Regions from separate parts of the Mus musculus genome. Here regions 1, 3 and 4 are each linked to region 2. Evidence: chromatin contacts called from public Hi-C and promoter capture Hi-C data. All regions are on one chromosome and are shown on one strand. The core of a region is the stretch at or near the end of the contact, and the rest is flanking DNA. Distances in the headings are between cores, read along the strand shown.

Region 1 (2,864 bases), core at 39-2,538, 1.1 Mb after region 2:
AAATCTTGTGAGTGGTGATCTGGGGTAGTTTTCTTATTTTCCTTTCTTGCTGGAGCTAGATGATGGTGAAGTGCAGCTTCTGGGCAGTGCATTTGCACATAATAAATGGTGTACTAGGGACCTGCAGTGAGGACCTAAGGTACAGTTTCTCAGTAAGCCACATTGATCTGCCAGACTGGCAGCTGGATCAAATCATTAAAGAAGACTTTGTTACCAGTTCATGGTAGAACAAGTAGTTATGCCATCTATCTCTCACTGGTTGCCAGGTCTGTCATATTCTTGCATCAGATAGAATTGTGGCTCTTTGAGAGGCAGAGAAAATACCTTTCTTTGTCTGGTTGCTGTCTACCCAGCTCAACCTGATTTGGTTTGGAATTGGAGAAGGGATTGAATACATAAAAATTCATACATTTGTGCGTACAAGTACATGTGGATTTGTTTTTAAATATTATTCCATTTACCAAACTTGATTCTAAGCTGGGCGTGGTGACACATGCCTTTAATCCCAGCACTTGGGAGGCAGAGGCAGGCGGATTTCTGAGTTTGAGGCCAGCCAGGGCTACACAGAGAAACCCTGTCTTGAAAAAACAAAAAACAAAAAAAAAAAAAAGCTTGATTCTAGTATTGATTTTCTGGTGATGTGACTTTTAAAAAAGCATCTATAACCATGCTCTGCTGTAAGAATTGGAATACAGATTACTTTTAAAAATAACTGCAGCATTGGTGGAACTTTTGTTTTGGGGGAACCACAGCATGCAGCCAATAAAACTTGAGTTCTGCATCTTAGCAGACAAGATAGATGATTCCATTTTACAGCAATCTCTGCTCTCTAACAGCAAAACCACACAGTTATAAAGTATACTCCTAGAGGTTTTCAGAGGTCAGTATGGAGTGTGCTTTTTTTTTTTTTTGACATATTTGCTAGTATTTTACACAATAATTTAAAACCCAGCCCATCACAAGACCTTTGCAGTTATAGTCTCGAAAGACAGCTTCTGTGAGAATGGTTACTTCCCAAATAAGTACCCCACAGGCTGTGTATATCTTTCTAACCTAGACAGCATCATCAAGGCAAAATAGCTTTGAGAGGAAACAGGGACTACACATAAAGTAGCATAGTAATAACACTAAAATTGTTGCTGATACAAACACTGTTGCAGTGTCTACAGAACGCCCCACAGTTCAAATGCTTTCATTCATATTTCATTTATGTATCATTCATTCTAAGTCAACCCTGCTGACAGGAGGGGGAAAAAAATCCAAAAAGCTGGCAGAGTTCCCAGCACAGCATACTGAAAGTGTAGTAGAAATACCCTGAGTGTCTGTCTGGTAAGGACTGGAGTCATAGTGTGTAATACATGATGTTTGTGATGGTTCTGCACAAAAACTGCTACCTATGGGATGGTGCCGAGTCATCCACATTCTAAGAGATATTGAGCTTCATGCGGCCTCCAAAATGCAGTAAATTCAGTCCCTTCGTGGCAGAGACGGGACTTGGAGACGTCCTTCATAGTTCTCCCTGTGGACCTGCTGAGCCAAGAGTTGTTTAGTCGTCTGAGAAACCCATCTGAAACCTGCTTGTGGGTGTAGAGGTCTTGCAGGCTGAGAAAACACAGCAGCCTAGGGGTTAAAAATAAAGTCAGGGGTTTTGTTTTCAGTTGTGTATTGTGTATATTCTTTGGCTTCTGGCACTCTCAAATTTACTTTTTTTTTTTTCAGGACACTAACAAATTCAATGTCAGAATGCATGAACTTGGGTATTTTTCATGTTACCATCTTCACCCTATAGTAAATTGGTATAGTTCATGGCTATTTCAAGAGCTTGTGTTTTTCATTTTATAGCATTCAGTCTCTAGGCTCTTGGAAGTCTACAGTAGATTCATCAGGAACATTTCCCTCTTCGCCTTCCTTCGCAGCAGCTCCTCTTCAGACACTCTCTTGAGGAGCCCTTTTCCTGAGGGCCTTGTGCAGTGTGACACAGTTGATAAAGCTGTTGGGTTCTTAGTTACACTGCAGTGACATTGCAATTGCTCCTGTTCTCCAGGACAGGCCACACCATGTCATCTGGGAACTAATAATAATATTCTTTAAATATTTATTCAGCATGTATTTAATGGAAGAGGAAGAAATTGATTTTCTTTTAATAACATTTCTATGCAGAGGCAGATGCCTTCCTGAGCCTTTTCTATGTGCCAGTGTGGGCTGGCTCTCTACAGCAGGCAGGACAGCTCCCAAGGCGCGGCAGCGTTGCTTCCTTTTTATTTTGTGACTTTTCTGCAGTAGACATTAAAATTAGATAATAAAATGTATTCTGGTAAAAACTGTATTACTCAGTCTTGGGACTTTGGCTGATCGCTAGTATACATGACCAGTGTCACCCAGTAGTACTACACTGTCTCTCATAAAGCTGTATTTGTAGACAGCAGCCCACTCAAGCTCTGTCACCAACTTCAAGCCATTGCTGCTGGTCCTGATGACACAAGGGTAGAATGCAAGTGTATCGTTCTTGAACCCATTGTACTGCCTCAGAGAGGATGTGCTCGCCCGAGTTTGACTGGCTATTGGTCTCCTCTCCTCTCCCCATGTGTAGTATTTGGTCTGGCGCCGTAGAAATGAAATTATCATCTTTCATTGTGCACTTGCTGTGTACCCAAACAACAGGAGTGTGTGTTTTGTCTTTAGCACTTTTATATTGCTGCCATGAATTTCTTTTCTAGATAAAGTTTGCTGTCTGGTAAAATGTAGTTGTTTTTCTTGATAAAATCTGTAAGCTAACAGGCATTTAGGTAAGCACCAAAGTATGTAACTGCTGAAAAACTTCATTGCTTATAATATTTGAGGAAATAGGTCACAAAACGTGTAGC
Region 2 (2,861 bases), core at 20-2,519:
CACTTGTCCTACGGGAAGAGGCATACTTCAGGAGTTAGTTTTTAACCCTGGGCCCCAACTCTTCATTCAATTACACACTTATTTAGCAGCGCACGTTTTAATTGTGCATATTTCCATATTCTAGAGGGTACACACGGGGTTTTCAGGCAAACTTTGACGTTTTTTTTAACGGTACATAAGAATTGAAAGCAGGAGCCAGCAGCATCCACCTCTGCTTTCTCTTCATGGAACCTAAGCTTACTTTCCAAGGAAAGAAAATGAAAGGTTAGATTAAACAAGGAATAAACCATACACCCATTTATTAAACCATATTATTAGCCATTACATTAAATCATAACCTTATGGTTAGGAGTGGCAGGGTTAAACAAAGTCGGCTTAAACTAGTATCCAAAATATGCAAAACCCTGTCGGCAAAACACCAGCAGCTTCCCAAATTGCATAGCAATCAAAAGTTTTCATTTAAGAAGAAGAAGAAGAAGAAGAAGAAGAAGAAGAAGAAGAAGAAGAAGAAGAAGAAGAAGAAGAAGAAGAAGAAGAAGAAGAAGAAAACCCTTCTGTGTTTTATTCTGCAACAATCTTGCCAGCGGACAAATGTCTACAAAATATAAACCGCGTTTGCGGCTTATCCTGACGCCCCTAAATCGCAATCCATTAGCTGTTGAAAAAACAAGCAAGAACGGAACACAGAACAAAGCATACACCAGAGAAAGAGCGCGAATCGGCAGCAGCCAGCTGGGCCTCTTTTTACTGAGCCCTTAAGACAAAGCAGGATCGTGGCACGCACCACGGGCTGGACTACATATCCTAGCATGCAAAGCACCGAGGCCTCACCACTGGACTGCGTTTCCCAGCATGCAAGGCGCTAGGGTCTCCCGGCCAGACTACGCTTCCCGACATGCTCTCTGCCAACAGCAAGTTCGTGACCGGAGAGGCCTGGGGTCCCGGAGTAGTGTGTTCTTTCTCCGTCCTTTCAATAGTTTTTCGGCGTCGGGAGCCGGACACTGCCACCGGAGTCACCACTTAAGCGACAGAAGTTCCCGACCGGTTATTCACTGGAGTCAACTGGAACGAAAACTGCCCCTCAGGCTGGGGAGGGCGGGATGGAGGCCGGGCAAGCTCGGTCAGTTTTAGCCAATGGCGCCCGAGCAGCTGCCCTGTCACCATGGCAACTCAGGCCGCCCGCGGAGGGACCAGCAGTCCATTGGGTAGAATCTTTCTCGAAGGCTCGAGAAGAAGGAAGCGGAAGTGGCACGTGGAGGCGCCGGTGAGTAAAATGCTGCAGATTCTGGAAAGTTCTCCTCAGTAGGCTACATAAGGCTGAGCGATTGGGACCTCCCCTTTTGGATTGGTAGCTGAGCGGCGGCGGCTGCGTGAGAGAGGCGGGCGGCGGAGAGCGGTGGCAGAGACTGAGCGCAGTCTTGCAGGGTAAGCCGGAGGCATCTTCCCGACTGGTCGGGAGCAGGACGAGCACGCAGCGGACCCGAGGCGGAGGCGGACCGGGCCAGCCATGTCGGTGGTTGGGCTAGACGTAGGCTCACAGAGCTGCTACATTGCGGTGGCGCGGGCCGGGGGCATCGAGACCATCGCCAACGAGTTCAGCGACCGCTGCACCCCGTAAGTAGGAGCCTGGGTGGCCGGGGAGGGCTGGAGCTCGCTGCTTCCCGAGGGAGATGGTGGGTCCGGGGATTCCGGGAACCGTGACACCCCGCGACCACCTGGTCCCGCTGGCCTTCCAGGCTCGCCCCCGACTCCCCACTCAGCTTCTTCAAGCTGGCACCGGCTCCCACCTCAGCTAGGATCTCGGCAGAGCCTGGGCAACAGAGCCTTTTCCTCCGCATGGTGAATCTCCAAATGACCTAGAAGGTTCCAGAGCCTGTGCGCCGCTGCTTGCCTAGGGAGCGAGCGGACTGTTGTTAGCGACCACAGAAACACGCTATGGTGGAGGAATCCTCCGTCTCTGCGTCTCATCTACTCCTGATTTGTTAATATTGCCCTAGTGCCCCAATCGCCTTTTGGAAGCGTCCTTTTTAAAGCTCATTGTGAAAAACGTCCGTGAGAGTTTCCAGACCCAGAGTTCGTTTATTTTAACACCATTTAGAGTAAGCAGTACAAATTTAACATTGTTGTTGCTTAACACACTGCTGTGCAAAAAATTCAGTGGGGAAGATGGATTTTTTTGCTTCGGAATTAAATATTCTGCAGCAACGTGGGTGGGTAAACGGAAGCATGGTAAAAAGCAACTTTTTGAGGGGGTTAGTTTCTGAAGGTTACATATTAGAGGCAGTTAGACCTGCGTGTGCCTTCACCGACAACAGCTGTATGCTTTTTAAGGCAATCATTATAGGGCTTTTTCCCCCCATGTGCAAAGTCCAAGATAATAAATGTTAAACATCGAACCCAAAGGTAAAATCATTCCGACCTTATTAGAGGAACATTTATGAGTGAATAGGAGGAAGAAAGCCTTGCTAGGAACTTACTTTCTAAGCATGGGCTCCCTCTCTCACAAAGCCATGGTGCTCTGTGATTCGGCAATTAGTAGGAAGGCTGCCAGTCCTTCTTGCCCCCATCCTGTATGCTAAGCGCTTCTTCCTCTCTCTGCCTAAAAAGAGACAAAAGGTGTGTAGAGGAGAACAGGGAGAGCTGCTTGGGTAGCTGTGTTGCTGACCAGAATTTTTGACTGAGGTGGTTTTTTTACCCTTGGCCAAACTATGCGGTTGAAAATGGAGTTGGCTACTGATTTCTATTACAGTTGTTTGGCATGGAAAATGAGACAATCCAGTCTTACAAGTGTCTAGTCCCTCTGAGCTCAGAATCACGGGGCGTGTAGATTGAACCTTACAAGAGTACCTGCTTAGAGCGGC
Region 3 (2,925 bases), core at 291-2,790, 1.1 Mb after region 2:
GTGTGGCATGGGGAATTAACGTGGTAAACATCTTTAAATGGTAATGCAGTACTCCTTCAGAATCTGTTGGTGGACTGAAAAGCTTCAGTTGTTTGGATTTCCAGAAGGGTTCATGGTGGGGAAGGGTTCTGTGCTTATTAAACACACACGGAGAGAAACTACATTAAGAGTAGAAAACCATGGAACCCACAGATGCTGAAATAGGGAAGCCACATTGGGGTGAGCCTGGGCCTCTGTTTTCCTCTACGTTTGGATTCTTAGGGAGTTGGGTCTGTGATGTAGGCTCCTAGGAGTGTATGGAATGCCTTCAGCCAGGCCGCCACTCAAGAGACAAGTAGGTCCTCTGAAGTGTCCCGTGAGTTCCCGTCCGATGAGGGAACACGTGACTGGGGAGATGGTTCTGGGGAATGACGCAGGCTCCTAGACAACAGGGACTGCATAGCTCACGTCTGAACTCTCAGTGGCCGCAGAGCCTGTGGTGCACCTGTGCGTCGAGAGAGAAAGAGGATGAGTAGCCACCGTTCACGTCAGAAGATGTGCTGTTATTTACAAAACGATGTATGTGCCATGCATGAAATCATCCTTAACAGCACCCAGACTTTAGCCCTGGAAGGTAGGCAAGGCTGCCTTTAGGTGAGGTCACAACTGTAGGTGGGTGTAATAGTATCGTGTGGAGACTGCCCTTCCGAAAGGTCTGAGATATGAATAAGGCTCAACTGAATACTTGTGGTTTCTGTATTCTGATCCTAGATCCGTGGTAGACATTATTTTTTCACCTAAATATTCTAGCATCGGCATTATATTATGCTGTTTTAAATTCACAATACAATTACGTCACCGGGTCAAACAGGGGCTAGGCTGGGAAGTGGTGAATCTACATGTAGTCTCCACTACCACTATATAGTTTCTGGTCATTTCAATTAAGCGGATTGCAGCTTTATGGCCCTAGGACTTCAGGAAACGTGTGTTCAGACATTGCCTCTGCTTCACAAGAGTCTTGTTTCTGTTGAACTTCCACGGCCTTATTGGAAATCAATGATTGTTTCTGATCTTCAAACTGTCATGTTGAGGAGACCTAAAGATTAACTCACTCAATAAAATGGTTTGAGATTGCAGGATGTGGAGAACTTGCAATGATTAAAACACATGCTTCTGCACCACGGTGTGTCCTATTTTAACTGTGTCTACACAGTGCGCGAGGGAATTTCTCCGTGCAAGTTGTTTTCCTCCAACAATCCGCGTGATCATGGCATTTCTGGACACAGGTAGGGACTGACTCCAGAGCAAGAGCCTCTAAACTGAACCGAGACAAGGGCGCTATCCTTTCCTAGCAACTGTTGCTATGCGGGGGCGTGGCATCGATGCGGGCAAGGACGCCCCGGAGGCCCCTTCCCCTCACCTGCACAAACTACATTTCCCATGATGCTCCGAGAGGGCTCCGTTGTGACGAACGGAACAAGCGCAGACGGGGGCGGGGGAGGTGGGGGGCGCTATTCCCAAGTCGGCTCTCGGGCACCAGCAGGGGCCACCGCCGCCATGTTGGGCTGAGGCGATGACAGGAGGCGGCCGGGGCGTGTGGGATTGAGAAGTGGAGGAGGAGGCGGAGAGTCAGGGCTCTGAGGGGGAGCTGTTCCCAAGCTAAGGGAGGAGCCCCCGGAAGACGCTGCGGAAGGCAGGCAGCGAGGCGGAGGCGGCCGGAGCCCAGACGCGATGCGGCCCGACCGGCGCGGCTGCGCTGAGGCGCCCGCGGCCTGAGCCCCCCCGGCGCTGCGCTCGGTTCGGCTCGGCCCAGTTCGGCTCGGCTCGGCTCGGCGGCTGGCGAGGTCGATGCCCTTGAGCGCGGCTGCGCGCAGCCCGGCTGTGCGGCCCCGCGGCGCGCGCTGAGCTTCTCGGCGGCCCCGGCCGCTTTCAGCTCGGCGCTCGATGTGTAGCCACATAGTTATCTGTACACTTCGTCGCCGGGGCTTTAATGAGGACCTGAGTCGCGAGCGCGTGTGAATCACCGCCTGGGCCGGGGAAAGAGGACGGCGCATTTAACCCCCTCCCACCCCGCTCCATGTCCGTGTGTCACTCGGCTCTGTCCACCTGGCGCGGCGGGTCCTGGAGCTGCTACTGCTGCTGACGATCGGCTCCCCTCGCGCCTCTCGCCCCAGAAGCTCTTGTGCTCCCACGTAACTTCTACTTTTTTTTTTAATTTTTATTTTTTTTTTCATTTTTGGGAAAAGCTCAGCACAAACCGATCAGAATTGTGAAGGTTCTTTTTTATTTTTTCCGTAGTTCCAGCACTTCTGCTCTTGCTTTTTGTTTTGTTTTCTGCGTAAACCTCTGGCCCACTCTCAAAAGGCAAGATGTCCAGTCATGTCCCGGCGGATATGGTAAGTGAACGATAAGTTCCGACGTTCGGATTGTAGTGTGGTTTCCAATCTTATTTAATCGGAAGACGACGCTGGCGTCGGGGCGAAGGTTTCTGGGGCCCGGCGGGGGTGAGAAATGGGGGGCACTTCTGGAAAAGCCAATCTACTTGGCTTTGGAGAAGTTGGCTCTTCTGCCCCCCTCCCCCCTTTTCTTTTAGGAAGCACTGGTTTTTGGTGTGGTTTTGCAGCTTTTTCTTTCTTTTTTTCTTCTTCTTTTTTTTAAAACCACTGGGAGTCACTGGTTCGGTTGTGTTTCCTAAGTCGCCGGAGGCAGGGAAATGCAGTGGAAGCGGAGGAAATTCCTTCCCGATTGCTAGAAGGCTTTCAAGGCTTGGATTTAAACGCTTCGGGAAAACGTCAAGGGCTGTGTGGACACGGCCGGGGACGGGCGGCGAGCTGGATACCTAGGGTAGGAAGAGGCTGTCTGGCTCAGTGACAGACAAGATCGTTCAGACGTAGGTGCACACTTGATACATTTCAGGGGCAGCGGCGCACCTCTTTGGAAAAAGTC
Region 4 (2,890 bases), core at 290-2,789, 1.0 Mb before region 2:
CATATAACTTTTTACCTCCAAACTCGCCGCTGTAAAATCAGTTAGGTATTATGCTGTCACCATGAAATGGAAGATTACCTGTTCCACAGCGGCCTGCCATAGCTCCCAAGTGTTCACTCTACTAAAGTCCCCCAAACACTAGCATCTGACATGTCTAGTGCACAGCCAAGAGATAGCCTCTGAAACCCGCGCTTGTGCCAACTTAGTTGACTTTCACAAAAGTTAACACAGAAAACACCCCCTCGTGGAACTGTTAACTACATGTGCTGAGAACAATGCTTAAATTGCCCTTCTCCACTTCAGTCATCATAAGTTAGCTACAGCCCACCTCCTACACTACATACACCTGGCTTTTAAAAGGTTATTTCGTTGAAGTCCACAGGCCTCCCCAACTCTCTCAGGACCTCAGACCAACCTTCAAAAATGAAACAATACTTCCAAAGCTTCAACAAGTATTCAACAGAGAGACCGCTCCTTGGAGCGATTACAGCCACCCATCAGTTCCTAACTCTAGTATCAAAGGAGCATTCTTTGAAATCAAAAATATGGGGGGGGGGGGGGGCTTTTAAATCTTGGTAGGGTTCCTGAGGATGGAGCGAACGAATCACTCTTCTTTCAAACCCCTCGGGAGTTCGTACTGGAATAGCATGCAGCGCTGAAGAGCAGGTGCTGAATTTCGGGGTTCCGTCGACCCTGCAAACACCTGTCGGCTGCATGCTACATGCCTGCTCCTATGTGCAAACATCACATTTGCTCTTCAACGTACAGAGCAAAAACCGAAACAAAACAAAAAGCAGACCCACAGCCACAGCCGCCGCCAACGCCGCCAACACCAACGCCGCCGCCGCCAGGGCTTCTCCCGGACCGCAAACTTTTAGAGTGTCAGTGGAATAACGGTGCAGAGGCGGGCGGGCGAGCCCGCACCGCACACTGTCCGTACCGCCGTGGGGCTGCACCCGCGGTCGCCCGAGGACTCTCTCTCTCTCTCTCTCTCTCTCTCTCTGACTCTCTCTGACTCTCTCCTCTTTCTCTCTCTCTCTCTCTCTCGCTCTCGCTCTCTCGGCCGGCTCCCGGCTCTTCCCCGACTCCCGAGCAGTGCGGCGCGCCTCCCCTCGCGCCGGGCCCGCAGGCAGCCGGAAGGGGGAAGCGGCGCGGGGGGCTTCTCTCCAGGGGGAGGAGAGGGGAGGGGGAGGGGCGCGGCCGCGGCCCCCGCAAAGGTCACTCCGGGCCGGCGCCAGCCGCGGCCCGCGGCCTCCCCGCCCCCGGCCCCACCGCAGCCCCGCTGGGACACCGGGACACGCGAGGCTCAGCGGGCGACGGCTCCACGCGCGCACGCCCCGCTAGAAAAATGGAGCGTGGGGCGCTGAGGCGATGAAGAGGCGCTCCCTTTCCGTTACCCGAGTCGCTCCTACCTCCGGTCGCCCGGCTCCTACACTCCTCGCGCTCCTCCGATCTCGGGGATCCGCCGCCCTCGCCGCCGCCGCCGCCGCCGCCGCATCCAATCGCCTCCTCCCGCCCCCCCTCCCCTTCCGCAGCCAGTCCAGGCCGTTCCTCCGCCTCTCCGCTTCAAAATGGCGCCAAGAGCAGCTCCGCGGCTGCTCCAATCGAACCGCGGCGGACAGCGCCTGGGGGGCAGGCAGAGCGCCGCGTGGGTTCTCAGCGCCCCCTACCGGCCGCACGGCTTCTCGCTCAGGCGCGTGCGCACGCGCTCCTCAGCCCGCGCTCCGGGCTCCGCCCCACACACCCGGGGGCGCGCACGCGCAGGCTCCGCCCTGCTGGCGCGGCCTCCTCTGTCTCCTTGGCAGCAGAGTGATGGGCAGCTGTCAGTGCGTTCTCTCAGCTTGGACTCAGCCTCCCAGGCTTTGGCGGGAAATCTGTAGATAGCTGAACTCCGCTGGCTTTGGCTTTTTTTTTTCTTTCCTTTTTTGGATGAGGCTTTTTTTTTTTTCTTTCCTTTTTCTTTCCTTTGCCGCCCTAGCTGGCCTGTGGAGCTCACTGTGTACACCAGGCTACACATGATCTTACCATGTAGACCAGGCTGCCCTCGAGTTCAGAGATCTGCCTGCCTCTGCTTCTGCCTCCTTAGTACTGGCATTTTCCCTACGCCCGGCCTTTTTTTTTTTTTTTAATTTCTAAAAAAAAAAAAAGGAGGGGGACGGCGAGATGGTTCAACGGGTTAGAGCACCGATTGCTCTTCCGAAGGTCCTGAGTTCAAACCCCAGCAACCACATGGTGGATCACAACCACCCATAATGAGATCTGACACCCACCATCTTCTGGAGCGAGAGGGTGCCAACTGGAGTGAGTAGAGGTCCTAAGTTCAATTCCCCAACAACCACATGAAGGCTCACAGCCATCTGTATAGCTATAGTGTACTCATACACATAAAATAAAAAATAAATGTGTATTATTTTATTTGAGAATACGCTCTCACTATGCAGCCCTGACTGGCCTAGAAATCACTATATAACCCAGGCTAGGCTCCATCCTCCAGCCACTGCCTTCCCAATGCTGGGACTAAAGGTATGTGCCACCACTCCTGGCTTTTTTTGTTGTTTTGTCTTGTTTTGTTAGATAGGGTCTCACTATGTAGCTCTGTCTGGGTCTGGAGCTCACAGAGACCCACCTGCCTCTGCCTCTATGCCTCTGCCTCCCAAGTGCTAGAATTAAAGGTGTATTCCACCTCTTGTGCGATGTTTTAAACCCTGTGGTGCAGCACAGATTATGTGCTGTGTAAATGAAAGATTATTAATGTCTACATGGCTCCTCACCGGTTGGTGGACCTAGGGATCCAGTGTTCATCCCACTGCTCAAGAACCCCCCTTAACGGGGTGAGGAAGCGATTGGAAGGCCACAAAGATGCCATCCAGAAAATGAGGTTTGTGCGCCC

The links. Promoter capture Hi-C pulls out the DNA fragments that hold promoters and counts their contacts. A called contact is a pair of places that touch in the nucleus more often than the background predicts.
Region 1: a contact with region 2 is called in a promoter capture Hi-C map of the 3T3-L1 cell line, with 5 times the contacts expected there. The contact joins the enhancer-like site here to the promoter of Hsph1 in region 2. A contact is called at or near these places in 5 of 39 promoter capture datasets (the 3T3-L1 cell line, 3T3-L1-derived adipocytes, cranial neural crest and 1 more), 3 of 115 datasets of contacts at active chromatin or transcription factors (the SCID.adh cell line, astrocytes and large pre-B cells) and 1 of 9 other capture datasets (liver).
Region 3: a contact with region 2 is called in a Hi-C map of pre-B cells, with 7 times the contacts expected there. The contact joins the promoter of Ubl3 here to the promoter of Hsph1 in region 2. A contact is called at or near these places in 5 of 39 promoter capture datasets (the 3T3-L1 cell line, 3T3-L1-derived adipocytes, cranial neural crest and 2 more), 3 of 484 Hi-C or Micro-C datasets (the G1E-ER4 cell line, double positive thymocytes and pre-B cells), 6 of 115 datasets of contacts at active chromatin or transcription factors (the SCID.adh cell line, cardiomyocytes, embryonic forebrain and 3 more) and 1 of 9 other capture datasets (liver).
Region 4: a contact with region 2 is called in a promoter capture Hi-C map of pre-B cells, with 4 times the contacts expected there. The contact joins the promoter of Pds5b here to the promoter of Hsph1 in region 2. A contact is called at or near these places in 9 of 39 promoter capture datasets (the 3T3-L1 cell line, 3T3-L1-derived adipocytes, cranial neural crest and 5 more), 5 of 484 Hi-C or Micro-C datasets (the G1E-ER4 cell line, embryonic stem cells and pre-B cells), 2 of 115 datasets of contacts at active chromatin or transcription factors (large pre-B cells and stem cell-derived neural progenitor cells) and 1 of 9 other capture datasets (liver).

What each region holds. Positions count from the first base shown.
Region 1 is chr5:148,533,250-148,536,113 of GRCm38.p6, reverse strand. All of the region lies in intron 1 of Ubl3 (ubiquitin-like 3), which reads left to right. Among named protein-coding and RNA genes, the nearest start is that of Ubl3, 18 kb to the left of the region's middle. Within about 2 kb of position 1,288, at least 41 of the 459 cell types and tissues checked have an H3K27ac peak or open chromatin away from gene starts, as enhancers often do. A contact at or near this core is called in liver, where this site is marked.
Region 2 is chr5:149,634,723-149,637,583 of GRCm38.p6, reverse strand. It overlaps Hsph1 (heat shock 105kDa/110kDa protein 1), which reads left to right and starts at 1,269. Exons shown (of 18, transcript NM_013559.2): 1 at 1,269-1,614. The coding sequence starts at 1,508.
Region 3 is chr5:148,551,403-148,554,327 of GRCm38.p6, reverse strand. It overlaps Ubl3 (ubiquitin-like 3), which reads left to right and starts at 1,540. Exons shown (of 5, transcript NM_011908.2): 1 at 1,540-2,375. The coding sequence starts at 2,349.
Region 4 is chr5:150,672,476-150,675,365 of GRCm38.p6, reverse strand. It overlaps Pds5b (PDS5 cohesin associated factor B), which reads right to left and starts at 1,539. Exons shown (of 35, transcript NM_175310.6): 1 at 1,413-1,539. Gm40353 reads right to left here. Exons shown (of 6, transcript XM_017321266.1): 2 at 1,398-1,625; 3 at 804-1,340.